Regions from separate parts of the Mus musculus genome. Here region 1 is linked to region 2. Evidence: chromatin contacts called from public HiCAR-type data. All regions are on one chromosome and are shown on one strand. Each heading gives the region's core, a stretch centred on a gene start, on an enhancer-like site or on the middle of the called end of the contact. The rest is flanking DNA. Distances are from core to core; before and after follow the strand shown.

Region 1 (6,260 bases), core at 98-2,597, 2.4 Mb before region 2:
GGACATCTTGTAGAGCAAACTCCAAGCTGCAGCCAAATGTGGATTCAATTGTCAATGTAAACCCTACCCCACCCCCACCCCCACCCCCACCCCCAGAAACCACTTTTATGCGGCATCTGCTCTCCTATGCTTTTGGCTTAAATCATTTATTTTCAAAAGTTTTAATCCATTGGAAATTTAGAAGGGGATTGGGGAGGCAAAACTGATTCTGGACTACCTTAGTCAGGAAAGAAGTAAGAGCTGATTTTTTTTTTCCACCCGAGTCGTGCAGTCTGGCTGGAATGCATCCCAACTGGGGGATAGTCCTGAATACTCCAAGTCCTGAGGCCCGAGGAAAAGAAAAGCCTGTCTTCTCCTGAGTGATTCTCTTTCTCTATAGAAATCTCAGAATGGAACCGCTCTACAAATCATGTCCCGCGCTCTGCCTGAAAGAGGCTGTTCTTTTTTTTTTTTTTTTTTTTTTTTTTAAACCAGGCTTATCAAACAGAAGCGTTCTCCCTGAATAATAAGTGTGAGTGGGCTAATGGGTCATTTGGGGGAGAGAGGTCAAAAGGAAAAGGCCTCGGTGTTCAAAAGCGGAATCTGGCAATGCCAGCGGTCAAAGAGGAGAGTGCTGGCTGGACAGGCGTGATGTATCGGGTGTGTTCTATAGAACCTGCATGGGTTCCCACCTATCCTTTATCCTCGGAGGTCCTAGTGAGAAGAACCGGGAAGGCCTGGTGCTTATGAGTGAGTTCCTTTTCATTGAGAAAGAAATGTTTTCCAGCTCCTAGCAGACTGACTTAGCAAAGTACTTTGAACACTTGGGGGTGAGGGGAGCAGCCACAGAAAAGGGAAGGGGAAGAGAAAAGACAGGGAAAGAGAGCTATCAGCAGGGGTGGTTAGTAAAAAAAAAAGGGGGGGGTACTGGAGACAGAAAACCCTTTGTTCCTCCAGCTCGTTTCATGTAGAGATTGTAAGGTGAATGGCTTTGAAATGAAATGGGTTTATGAACTAGTTGCTAGGTCACAGGAAGCGCGATCGTCAGACTGCTTTGTGAATTCGGATTCTTTAAAACTTAGGTTACTCTCAAAAGGAACGTACCTCCTTTGTCTGGTTCCTATGTCTTTCCTCTTTATATTTTTATTTCTCCGGGTGGCTGGGGCCGCCTCCCCACTTTCTGTTTTCTCCTCCGCCCTTTTGATAACGTGAAAAGAAATGATCGTATTACACGCTCTTTGTCGGAGGGTTTCAGAAGTTAGAGGTGGGCGGGGTGGAGGCGTTACCTTCACCGCCACCAGCAGCCAATGGCGGCGCGGTATGCAAACGAGGCCCGCGCCGTGCTGGTCTGGATCTGGGCTGTGAGCTCAGAGACTCCGCAGTGCGCGGGAGGCGAAGGCTTCTCATTTCCATCCAGCCCAGCGCTCAATGGAGGGGCGGACTCTGCAGTGCCTCACTCACTGTGTGATTCGATAGGACCAGGGCTCATCAGATCACCGCCGAGATGAAGTACAAGGTAAGAGTGCCTTGTACGCCGTCTCCTGAGAAGCTAGAGGCAGCTGTGCCGGCCGGCGCCTTTCCCACCTTGACAACTGGGCAGGGATCCCTTGTGTGTCTGGTTTTGCCGAGCTGCGTCTGATCTCGCTTCCAGGCTTCCCCCGGGTGTACCGCCAGCAGACATGCGCTTTCAGATCCACTAGTTCTTGGTGCATGGTTCTGAAAGTTGTTGTGGGTGGCGGAAGGCGGTGGAGTAGAGTTAGCATAGGAGCCGCCGCCAGAGATCAGAGGGTGTCTAACTCGCCTCGCAGCAGGCAAGTCGCAGGTCTCTGCCTGACCAAAGCCAGCTTGGGGAGCCATAATAAGGAGAGTCAGAACTGCTGAGTCTCTGACAGGTTCTAAAAGCACCTTTTCAGATTTTTGCCTTAAGCACTTGATCTGGGAAGCTGTCTGCTCGAGGTCCTTTCGGTAGAAGCAGATTAAAAACCCAGACACTATCATAGGCGCGATGATGGAGAATTCCCACATCCTTATGAATAAATGGCTGTTAGTCATTTCTGGATAACTCTTTATTGGGGTTGAACGGGTCTGAAAGTATGAAGGCTCCGGCTGGCTTATTTTCCCTGACGCTTACAGAATGTCCTGCTCATAATTTTGGCAGCTCTATTTTCCACTGCATTTTGCACCACGGTTTCTGGGGTTACTCTTGGCAAAATGATTATGCCTTGCTCAGCACATCCCGTCTAATGAGGCAGTTTCCAAGGGACTTGGCCCAGTAGCAGTTCATGGCAATGACTTGGCGGTACTTACTTACGATCCTTTTTTTTAAAAAAAAATTTTTTTTTTAATTTTAATGGTGAAGAGACATGAGTCCTCGACTTTTAAAGGACTGTGTCATTTCAAAAATTCGTTTTGGTAAGGTGACTTAACAGAGCCAGTTAACTGACTTAGCTAGGGGCTAACTTGGCTTCCCTCTGCGGTATGTAGCCTCTGGCCCTTCCTTTGGGATAGAAGGCTGTAGCTAACAGCCACTGGTTCCCTGTCTATAAATCTTGTTCAAAAGCTGTGAGCCAAAGCATGAGTGATAGTTGTTGGGGAAGTTCCAGCAGTCTAAAGACCCAGATATCTATTGTCATCTCCTATCAGCTTTCCATTTCGTACATCTATGGGGAGGGGCAGAAGAAAGGAAAGCTCTAGGAGTCAGTCAGAAATGATGCAGCTTTCTACCTGGCAGGAACAGAATCTTTTTGGAAGTGATGGGGATACATGGTATCAAGCCTGCAATGTTGTTTTTTTTTTTTTCCTTCCCATTCTCCCTGTTGTTGAATCAAGACAGTGTTATAGAGAAAAGAGAAAGGATTAACTCTGTCCATCATTGGGACATTAAATAGCTGGTGTGAACTCTGAGTGCTGTAGTCTAGAAGGTGAGGACATGTGACGACATCTAAAGTCACTTTGGTTCAGTGACCTCATCATGTTTCGCTTTGCTCTTTATGGAAAGAAAATATCATGGGGACTGATGATTTACACTGCAGGTGAGAAACTGCAACTGGGGAATGCTTTCCACTTGGCTGAGTCTGCCCAGAGTTGAACACTTTGCCGAGCAATAGAAATACATGGTTATTTATCATCATCATCACCATCACCATCATCACCATCATCTCATTATTATTGTAGACAACTTCACCAGCAAAAACGCTATGCTCCCCAAGTAAACAACTCACACATGGGCACCCTGAGTTGACCATAGCAGAAGCGAGCCACTTTTCCCTCTGTCATAAAGTCTATTTAGCTAATGAAAGATAACTGTCTTTCAGGAGAGAATTAGTCATTCTGTGTAGGAGATGCTGAAGCAGAGGCATGATGGGTAAAGCGATACAAGTCCGTCACACTTAACTCTCCCCATTAGCTCCGAGGCACACTTATTTTCCCAAAGTAGCAACTGTGGCACACAGAAGTTAAATGATGGGTTTTTTCCGACACACCAACTGAGGAGCATGGGATTAAAAGTGATCTTGATCTAATACTGGTGATTTAAACACTACCAGGAAAGGGAAAGCAAACCCTAAAACAGAAATCATCTGTAACTCCCTAAAACATCCCTCAGACCAGTATGTTCTGGCCTCAGAAAGTTCAGAACTATTCCCTCCCAAGTATTCTCCCAGGATAGTCAGTCTTCTATTTTGTTTCAGTGGTAACTCTGCAAACTGAAATACGAAGTTGGCATTTATTTGTTTAATTGGAGCTACTTAAGTAGTAAAACCAGATAATTATTAGATTGTAAAACCCAGGAGTCTGGAATTATCTCTTAAACACTATGTTGCACATAAACTATAAATTTAGCTTGGGCTTAAAAATGGATCATTGTAAGATTTATAAGTCAGGCTTAAAAGGCTTCTCTTTCTTTTTCTTTCTTTCTCTTTTCTTTTTCCTTTCTTTTTTGTCTGTTGTTAACCAGATGGTCTTGTTTAGCTACTTCAGGGTTCATAACCAGGGTGCAATCAACTTCCACTCAGTTTGTCCTCAAAATACACAGCTCGAGGCAGCCAGCAATTACAACTATGAGGGCTGTGGAATGCAAGCTATTGCTTTAGGTAAATCTTTCCACTTAGTACACATCTAGTCTGCTTTTAGTTTACTTACATTTTTGTTTGTTCGTGGAAAGACTGTCATGGGTGTTTAAGGTTCCATTTCTCTGAGAAGAGTCTGTCTGAATGACAGTGAATTGTACAAACTTCCTTTGTTAAGATTCTACATAATGAAGCCAGGCATGGTGGAACACACCTTTAATCACGGCTCTTGTGGAGTCAGAGGCAGGGGGATCCCTATGAGTTCCAGGCCAGCCAAGGCTACATCGTGAGACCTCGTCTCAGACACAACAACAACAAAATGTTCTATATAAAATTCCTTTAATGTAGAGCCTATGTTCCTTATGCCTCTATGGCCTTGGCTTGCCTGTCCAATAGAAGATGGGAGGATATGAAGGTTGCCAGAGGATATTGCCCTTTCTTCTGCAGGTGAGGGACTAGTTCCAGTCCCTCATCTTTAACTGGAGCCCTGAAAGCCCTGCCCACATAGTGTGGGCCTGGAATGAGGCCCAACCTACTTCATGCCCAGGCCTGGAAGGTGTTCACTAAGTGCAGCACGTGACTGAGTTCTTGCGGCTGAGGCACTTTTGAGGCTTTGCCAAGTTTCAGAACCCTTAAGTGTCTGCAGTCAAAGTTTAATCTATTTTCTAGTCAATATAAAGAAAGGGAAAAAATCACTCTTCAATGGTTTGACTTTAAAAACAAGGTATAGTAGAATATGGCAATACAGTTTTTAAAACACCTATAGTCTGGAATTCAGATTCCTGTAGTCCAATTGAATGAGAGCAAAGAAACTCAAGGAAAAGAGAAAGCTACAGTCAAAGGCTTCTGGAGAGGAACTTAGAAAATATTTTTATTTTCCAAAGCTGTCTTAAAGGAGAAGTTATAGCAGACCTTTGGTTTAGCTGATAATGACCATTTATACCCCTTTTTGGTTTGATGTATAAGCTTTAATTTTTTTTTCTAAATTGCTTGTTGTGTTCAATGGAAACTTAGGTCCCCTTCCAACCCCACCAGCTTTCAAAATGGTGTGTGCTGCCTGTAAATTTAAAAGCAGACAGAAGGCGTTTTGAAAAGCATAGCTTCATTATTTATGGTTTTATATTTACCTAGGAAACCCAGTTTAAAGCTAAAGGACTTTACATGTCCAGAGATGAGGCTTTGTCAAAATTGCAGGTGTCTTGATAATAACATGTTTAGCACGCTGTACAACACAGGCTGAAGCCCTCAGCAACCCCTTCTTCTTAGACCACACATTGTCCCTGTGCCCGGAACCTTGCAAGTGCCTTCCCGTACCCTCCTCCTTACCCCGAGTCTCAGACAAAATAAAACAAAGCCAGACAAAATCCTGCCTCGACACCTTTCAAAGCCTTGGTAGATTCTGTCTCTCCTTTGTGTCGGTACACCAGGGCCGCATCTTACCTTTTCAAATGAGCCCTCCTATGAGTCTCTAATAACAGATGCTTGTGTGGCTCACTGGCACCCTGCTACCCACATGGGCATGACACCCTAGTGCCCACTCCCTCTCCCTCTTGCCTTGGCTGCCCCTTGGACTCTTCTGTGGGGGTTCCCACTCCTTTCATGGGCATGTGATTTCAAGCCAGTGTGATTTGAGTAACTACTAAGTCCCACTCGTAAAGCCTCCGTATCTATCCACTCCATAAAGCAATCAAAGCCTAAACCTTTGTCTCCTCTAACCCCTGAAGCAGACCTGACTTTTTTTTCACCCCTGCCTTATTCCTTTAGCACTGCCTTACTTATTAACCCCTTTCAGTCAAACCACTAATCTAAATGATACCTGCAGTGCAGCCAGTTTTAAGGAAGCCACATTGAATACAAAAGGCCCATCCTTTACCGATAAGTAGGGGCAGAGCAACAGACAAGCCCTTGTTAAAAGTGTAATGTAGACTCCGTCAGCCTTGAATAGGCAGGGACTTGGCTTTATATAGTCTTGTAATAGAAACAAGATGGAGAGTGGAGGAAGACATTTCCATTTCTTGTGATTTAAGGCCCCATGATCTTGGGCAAATTAAACTCTCAGAGCCTCAGGTTTACCTGTGAATTTGAGACAATATTAACTGCTTTATACCATTATTCTAAAGTCTGGGCTAATGTGTAAAGTTCTTATCTGGGATCCTAGCACAGAGGGAGTAGACAATGAATCCTAGCTAGCCTCAACTCTGAGTGTGTCCTCAG
Region 2 (6,964 bases), core at 322-2,821:
GTAACCCTGTTTCGGATCTAGCTTTGTGGCTGGCCATAACTGCAGTCTTCCTTGCTCCTATTGGCAAACAGGGCTGCTCTTACCTGCTTACTCTCTCACTCACCTCATCCCTAATTCCACGGTAACAGTTGGTAAATGCTTGGTTTTCATTCCCAGTGGACATATCTGAGGGCAATGTGCCACACCAAAGGAATAGGAAAAGCAAAGCAAAGTGAGGCATGTCGTGCCTGACGGGGGTTAGATGAATTCTAAAGTGTTGTTTGGATATGACCCATCAAGAACAAGTTGCAAACCACGGAGAGGGTTTTAGGTTTCAATGAGATGGTAAAAGCCATTAAAGCATTGAGAGCAAAGCAGCATCAAATCCTGCTCTTGGGCAGAATTAGGCTGTAAGGAAGTAAAAGATAATAGAAGCCAGCTAGGCTATTGTGATTGCCTAAGCAAGAGTGGGTGGACCTTAACCCCTCTTGTATTCCAGATTTATATTACCATTTACCTTCTCACCTATGTCCTATAACTCCTTAAGGGCTGGAAGTCCATATAAGCTACTTATAAATTATGCATATGACCCTACACATAGGCACATTCAACAGGTGTTTGATAAATAATGTTCCTTCTTGGCTGACAGTTGTTTTACTGCTACTATTTGCTATTGTTGAGCCATAGAATGACATCTCTAAATGTCTAAATGGGCTTTGTTATTCTCTTTAGGATTTTTTCTTTCCTCCCCTTTTTTTAAAGTTTCAACTTTCATACAAAACTGGCTTAGCAAGGCTGGTATTTTTAAAATGTCTAGCTGGACCTTTTCCCTCACCACTTCAGAGATTCTCTCCTAAGGCATAAATGCTTCCCAATGCCTAATTCTTGTGAAATTTTAAAACTTACACACATCTGACCGGATTGTAACGTTTCTGTTGACACTATTCACCCCTTTTCAAAGCAGACTCTTGAATACTATTCCGGTTAAGGTAATCGTAATAATCCTTATCGCCAAGCCCATCTTGGCATTTTCTTCATTGTATCTCAGTAACTGTAAGTGTAGCTCTCAATGTGGAATAATTTATGATATTTGGCGATCAAATATCAGAGATTTTATAACATTTGTCAGACTCCAAGCCAGGGATTTACATTTCAAGCAGTGAGTGGCATGTCAACACAATCCTGGTTCATTTCTGGCCAATTACAAACCATCATCACTGTAAGGGCATGTGACGCAGGCTTCCTGTTTCTTCAGTCCACCTTGGCCAGAAGGGTAGGAGTGAGTCCGGAGAACTGGGACAGGAAAGTAGTTGAGAAGCAACTTCATCCCTTTGAATCAAAAGGTGGAGGCTGGGGAAAGGGAACCTCAGGCTGCTGAGATCCGGCTCGAGCACTCTAAACCTTGGCATCCTTCACACGCCCCGGCTCACGATCGCGGATGTGAAGTCAACTGGGTCGCAGAAGCCACGAGATGGACAGGACCCTTGCTCAGAGCACGCAGGAGCAGGGTGGAGAGGTAGAAACAGCCGAGGGGGTGGGGAGGGCGAAGGGGCGGAGCCGCGCGCCGGCGCACGCGCACAGAGACGCCTAGGCGGAAGTGGCGCGCAGGGTCCGGCGTGTGAAGACCTTCCGGGGAGGTGGCGGCCGAGGCGGCCGTCGCGGGAGCAGACCCGGAGGCGGAGACGGAGACCGAGGAGGTGACAGCGGCGGAGCTGGGAGGTGGGGGTCTTGCTGCGCGGCCAGGCGTCGTCAGGCAGAACTCGGGTGGGCTCCCACACCGTGTCAACAGAGAAGGTGGACGCCGCCGCCGTCGGGGTGGTCGGGGCGCGCGCTTCCGGGAAGAGCATCGTTCCCTGTTGGCCTGAGAACCCCCGGGCCGGACCCCTCCTCTACCCTGCTCTCTGTGCTCAGAGACTTGGTCTCTCGGATTCCCTTGGCTGTTTTTGCAGTTCAGAGTCATTTCCGGGTCTGTGTCCGCTCTCTCCGTTACCTGGTGACTGTTTGCCTTGCAGCGAGTTGACTGTTCTTGCAGGGCTGCTAAGTTTATGTCGCTGAAATCCCTGTACGTTCTTTCGGGCTTTACAGCTGAATTCTCTTCTCCTTTCTTTCTTCCTACCTTGTCTGTCTATCTTTCCGTGTCTTCCTTCTTTCCTCCTTCCTTTTCTCTTCTTTGGGAAAAACACTGAAAGATTTTGTTAGTTTACTATCATGAGTTGTTTGTTTTGAGTTTTTTTGTTTGGTTGGTTTTTTGTGTTTGAATGAATTACATCTGCGTTACTTCTACAGTAGATTATCAGAATCCCGAATTTTAGTTAAACATTTCTGTTACAAGTGAGTTGAGATAGTTTGAGACTTGGAGGGGAAAGACACTGACAACGTTTGAAAAATATTTTAGATAGCATTACTTCTGCTTAAAGTCTACTTTAAATCCTATTGTTAGCCCTTGAGGGGAATAGAGTTTCGGAAATCACCAGTCTCTCACCCTTTTGTGTGATAAGGTATGGGAGAAATCACAATCTTGTTTTTCTGCTCTTTGATCTTATCCCACACCTGGAACCCAGTTGTGAAGACATGATTGTTACTAGAGCGTTGCAGGTTTCTGGCGAAGCTGGGACTTTTCCAGGCTGTGCACATGATAAGTTTTCCTCCCATTCCAGCTTTGTAATAGAAAGCGTACCTCCTTCACATTAAAAAAAAAAAAAAAAAAAAGACTAGGTTAAGAGATAAGGTGAGGCCAGCAAGCTGACAGGTAAGAGCACCTGAGGCCAAGCCTGTGGCCAAGCCCAGAACCAATAAGGTGAAATGACAGAGAACCAGTTCCCAGGAGTTGTCTTCTGACCCTTGCTTGCCATCTGTGGCATAGACACACAGACTTGTATAAAGAAATAAGCTTTTATTTCAGTGTGTCATTGTAAGGCAACATCACCTGTTTCCGATTGTGTGTGTGCACACACAGTATGTGTTTACTTACTCTAAGCACTTCTTTGACCTCCATTTTAGCCGTTATGTCTCCCTGCAATGTGCCAAGTGTCTGTTGCGCTTTAAGAAGAGACCCAAGGCAGCAATCCACTTCCACAACTTCTTTCTGTTCTAGTTTCAGAGGGTATTATGAGTCTCTAAAGCAAAGCAAGATGTTGGCTATTTGATTTGAAAACTTGTAATCCTGTTCTTGAGCTTTTGTTTGTTTGTTTGGAGACAAGATCTCTGTAGCCCAGCCTTGTGTTAAATTCTCTGTGTAGTTCAGGCTCCTTCCCCCCCCCCCCCCCCCCCCCCCCCCGTACCATAAGGACTTTGTCCCTGTTTGTTTGTTCGTTTGTATAAGATTTATTTGTAGTGTGTGTGTCTGTGTGTGTCTGTGTGTGTGTGTGTATGAATGTACTTGTGGATATATGCATGAGAGGGTTCTGATGGGAATCTGAGGGTAGAGTAATAGTCAATTGCAAACCTAACAAGGACGGGTGCTGGGAACCAAACTTCTGCAAGAGGAATAAACATTTTTAACCACCACGCCATCTCTCCATGCCTGGCTCTGATTCTTTAGATAACAATATCAATTATTAACAATAGAAACAGAAGTGAGACTGCAAGCATCGGAGATCGGAGTTTGAGAGTAGCAGAGGCCTTCCTCACTCATGCTTTCTGACCAGCGATATTCTGATCAGTAGTGTAGTGTAAAGCTGCACACTGAATGCCAGACTTTTACAGGGCAGGTTTGGTGGTAATGAGATGTCGTGTTAGCAGTGACAGTGGCTCCATTTCCTTGTTAGCACAAGTGCTCTCTAAAGAGAATTCAGGAGAGATGGGTGTTGTGTTGGACGTGTTTTAAAGAGGGTAGTGCTGCAGCCTAGAACTGCATCTCATAAGGCTTCCAGGAAGTGTGTAGGAGTGTTAAAGTGGAGGAGAGTGGAATGGAGTAATGTTGGTCACATGTTTAACAGAGCACAAGAGAATCTTTTTTTCTGATAGTGGATGACGGAAGGGACATTTGTAGTGAAGGCTAGGTGGGAACTCCAGATCCCCGTTTCCTATTCCATGTCCGGAGGATGAGTCAGCTTAAGCACACCAGACCTCTTCAGCAGTGTTTCTGAAAAGCTGGATACTAAAAGCTACCGCATTTGGGATGCCATACTGTGTGCTGTGCTCTTTTACACTTGTCTCAGAGATCCCGCAGAGATGCTTTAACCCTTGCATTTCCTTTGCCCAGTAGAGATTCAGAACCTGAGTCTCAGAGAGTTGACTTTGCCCAAGACTCCTCAGGTGGCTCCAGAGCTCAGACGCAAAGTTCCAAATCATGGGGTGCTTTCTTCCACTGTCAGCGCTAGTTAACTTGGCATTTTATTTAACTCTGAACATTTCAGAAGAGAGCAATGTTAGGAAAGAGTTGCCTTCTGCATAAATATTCCGATGTCAGTAAAAGTGGGGAAGGGATTTTCTGAGGCTCACTCTGTGTGTGCATGTTTGCCTACCTGCAGCATCAGTATCTCATTCTCCTCCCTGTTCTTATCTACTGTGGATTTTCATTCTTGCTAAACAAGTTTGCCAACATCACGGTCCTTTCAAAACCGTGTCCAGGCGACGGGTGCTGTGAGCTGGAGTTTGAGAGTGGCTGTCATAGCTGTGCCAGTTTATTTGTTCTCTGGTATGGATAAAAAATACATGTCAGATACCAAGGTGCAGCAACTAGTAAGGTTTGCTCTTGCCTGTGTCTTCTAACCAGAGGCATTAATGCTTGATGTCACAGCAGAGAGGGGGTGTCAACACTGAACTTAAATCTGACCCAAAGAAAGAAGACATCAAGCAGAAGGGACAGCATGAACAGGTGGCTTTTGGAAATCTGCTGTACTCAGGAGCAGATGAGTAGTGTAGGCCTTTCATTGAAAGAACTTAGGGAAGAGCAGCTCAGAACCTGTGCTCGGTCGAGGTGGACATAGAAAGCAGACCAGAACATTTTTTCCCCCTCAGTATTAAAACACAGGACAATGGGAGGTGGGGAATTTAAAACATAGCTTATCATGAAAATTCTACTTCAGGGATGTCCTACAATATGACATATAAAAACAATTACAGAAATACAAATGATTGAGGCACAGGAAGGGAAGGCAGAATAAAGAATAAAAAGACATAGGAAATAAAAGTATTTCTAAAGTTCAGACACAGGGCATGCGTCCCACAGATAAATGTATTGGTGTTTATATATTACTAGTTTGATTGTACACAGAACCTTGCCCCCATTGGTATGACTGATGAGTTCTCCTTAATGTCCGCAGCTCAGCTAACTAGAAGCAACCACCAAGAGGTGACTCTAGTTCTTGTCACTTCAAACTATCACATGACAGTCTCTTTTATATTTTTAAGTGAAGCCTCCTGCCAAAATTGTTCTCTCCTCCCCTCAGATTTGTACTCCTGAAATGCCAGCAGTGAGACTGTCATGGAAGATAGTCCTTCCTTCCGGTGTGTGCTCTATGATTCCGCACGTCCCTTAGTGTTTATATAGAAGTCATTATTTTTCCACTTATATAAATGCAGAGAGAAACTTGACAGTCATCGGTGGTGCCTTCACAATTTTGTGTGTGTGTGTGACAAAAAAAAAAAAGTGACATATTTTCTGCCTTTTACATTCCAAAGATGTTATAGTAGAATAAATTCCTTCATAGGGTAAGACTTCTTAGTCATGATGATGGCTCATGCTTTTTATCATAGTGCTCAAGACACTAAGACAGGAGAGCTGTCATTCACTTCCTCACCAGCCTGGGCTACGCACATTGTTTTTTTTCTTTCAGCCTAAGGAATGTTGTTGCTGAATCTCATACCTGAATCTCACACTTTATTTTAGAACTTCAATAGCAAATAGACTGTATGTCAGCCCTTAAACATCACTCTTTATTCTCTTACAAGGTTGGCTATAATTTAAAACTATATTACATTTTATTAGAATTAGATATATACTAGATGATATAGGCATGCGACCACATATAGTCCCAGTTTTGGTTGCTATGGAGATGAATGGGATGCTATCCAGTGCTGCATGAGTATGGAATGGGGTCTTGTGTTTGTTTGTTTGGGAGCTGGGCTGTGGGTGGTAACAGTGATATCCAGAAAGTAAATTTTAAATCCATAAATTTTAAAGTGTGCTTTGGATTATTATTTGAATCTGATGAAGTAGTTTACCATAACTGCTATCCCCTTCTCTAGGCCCAGCCAGCAGAAGAAAGACAGGACGAAGCATCCGAAAAGAGCAGAGACCAAGTTGCAGGCCTTGACTGTGGCAGAGCAGAAACAATGGACCTCAAGTTCAACAACTCCAGGAAGTATGTCTCCATCTCAGTGCCCTCCAAAACGCAGGCCATGTCGCCGCACATCAAGTCAGTTGAGGACGTCGTGGTGCTGGGCGTGAACCTCAGCAAGTTTAGCAAGCTCACACAGTTTCTCATCTGTGTGGCTGGAGTTTTTGTATTTTACCTAATTTATGGATACTTACAGGTAAAAAGTAGTCATTTGTCAATGAAAACGTTAGCTATTTTAGCACTTAATGTTCATGTTGGTTTTGAATACTTACTTTCACCATGATATTTTTATTTACGAGCTATCTGGTGACCCTTGGCTTGAGATGTTTACAGAACAATAGCCTCCTAAGGTGGCTGCTAAGAGTAAAGATCAGAATCTGCAAATTAAATATCTTAAGTTGGAAAGAAATTTTATGAAGTTAAAATTAGGAAAGTAAACTTGTAAATATTTAAGGAAACATACATAATTGTAGCTGTGTGTTCATATCTTTAAAAACGTATTCATTTACTTTTTATGTGTCTGAGTATTTTACTTGCGAATGTGTAAGTGTATCACATTCGTGTCTGTTGCCCTAGGAACCCAGAGGGGAGGGCCTTGCATGCTCTGGAATTGGGACGAAAGGAGGTTTTGAGCTGCATAGATGATAGGAAGTGCACCTGGACAGCTGCAGGAGCAGCAGGCACTTTTAACCTCTGAGCTA

What was found. HiCAR-type assays count read pairs that join an accessible place to other places.
Region 1: a contact with region 2 is called in a HiCAR-type map of astrocytes, with 4 times the contacts expected there. The contact joins the promoter of Nedd9 here to the promoter of Slc35b3 in region 2. A contact is called at or near these places in 1 of 39 promoter capture datasets (cranial neural crest) and 1 of 115 datasets of contacts at active chromatin or transcription factors (astrocytes).

Annotation. Positions count from the first base shown.
Region 1 is chr13:41,354,088-41,360,347 of GRCm38.p6, reverse strand. Nedd9 (neural precursor cell expressed, developmentally down-regulated gene 9) reads left to right here and starts at 1,347. Exons shown (of 7, transcript NM_017464.5): 1 at 1,347-1,495. The coding sequence starts at 1,484.
Region 2 is chr13:38,955,144-38,962,107 of GRCm38.p6, reverse strand. Slc35b3 (solute carrier family 35, member B3) reads left to right here and starts at 1,571. Exons shown (of 10, transcript NM_134060.4): 1 at 1,571-1,676; 2 at 6,172-6,459. The coding sequence starts at 6,259. It overlaps 5033403F01Rik (RIKEN cDNA 5033403F01 gene), which reads right to left and starts at 1,489. Exons shown (of 3, transcript NR_131019.1): 1 at 886-1,489.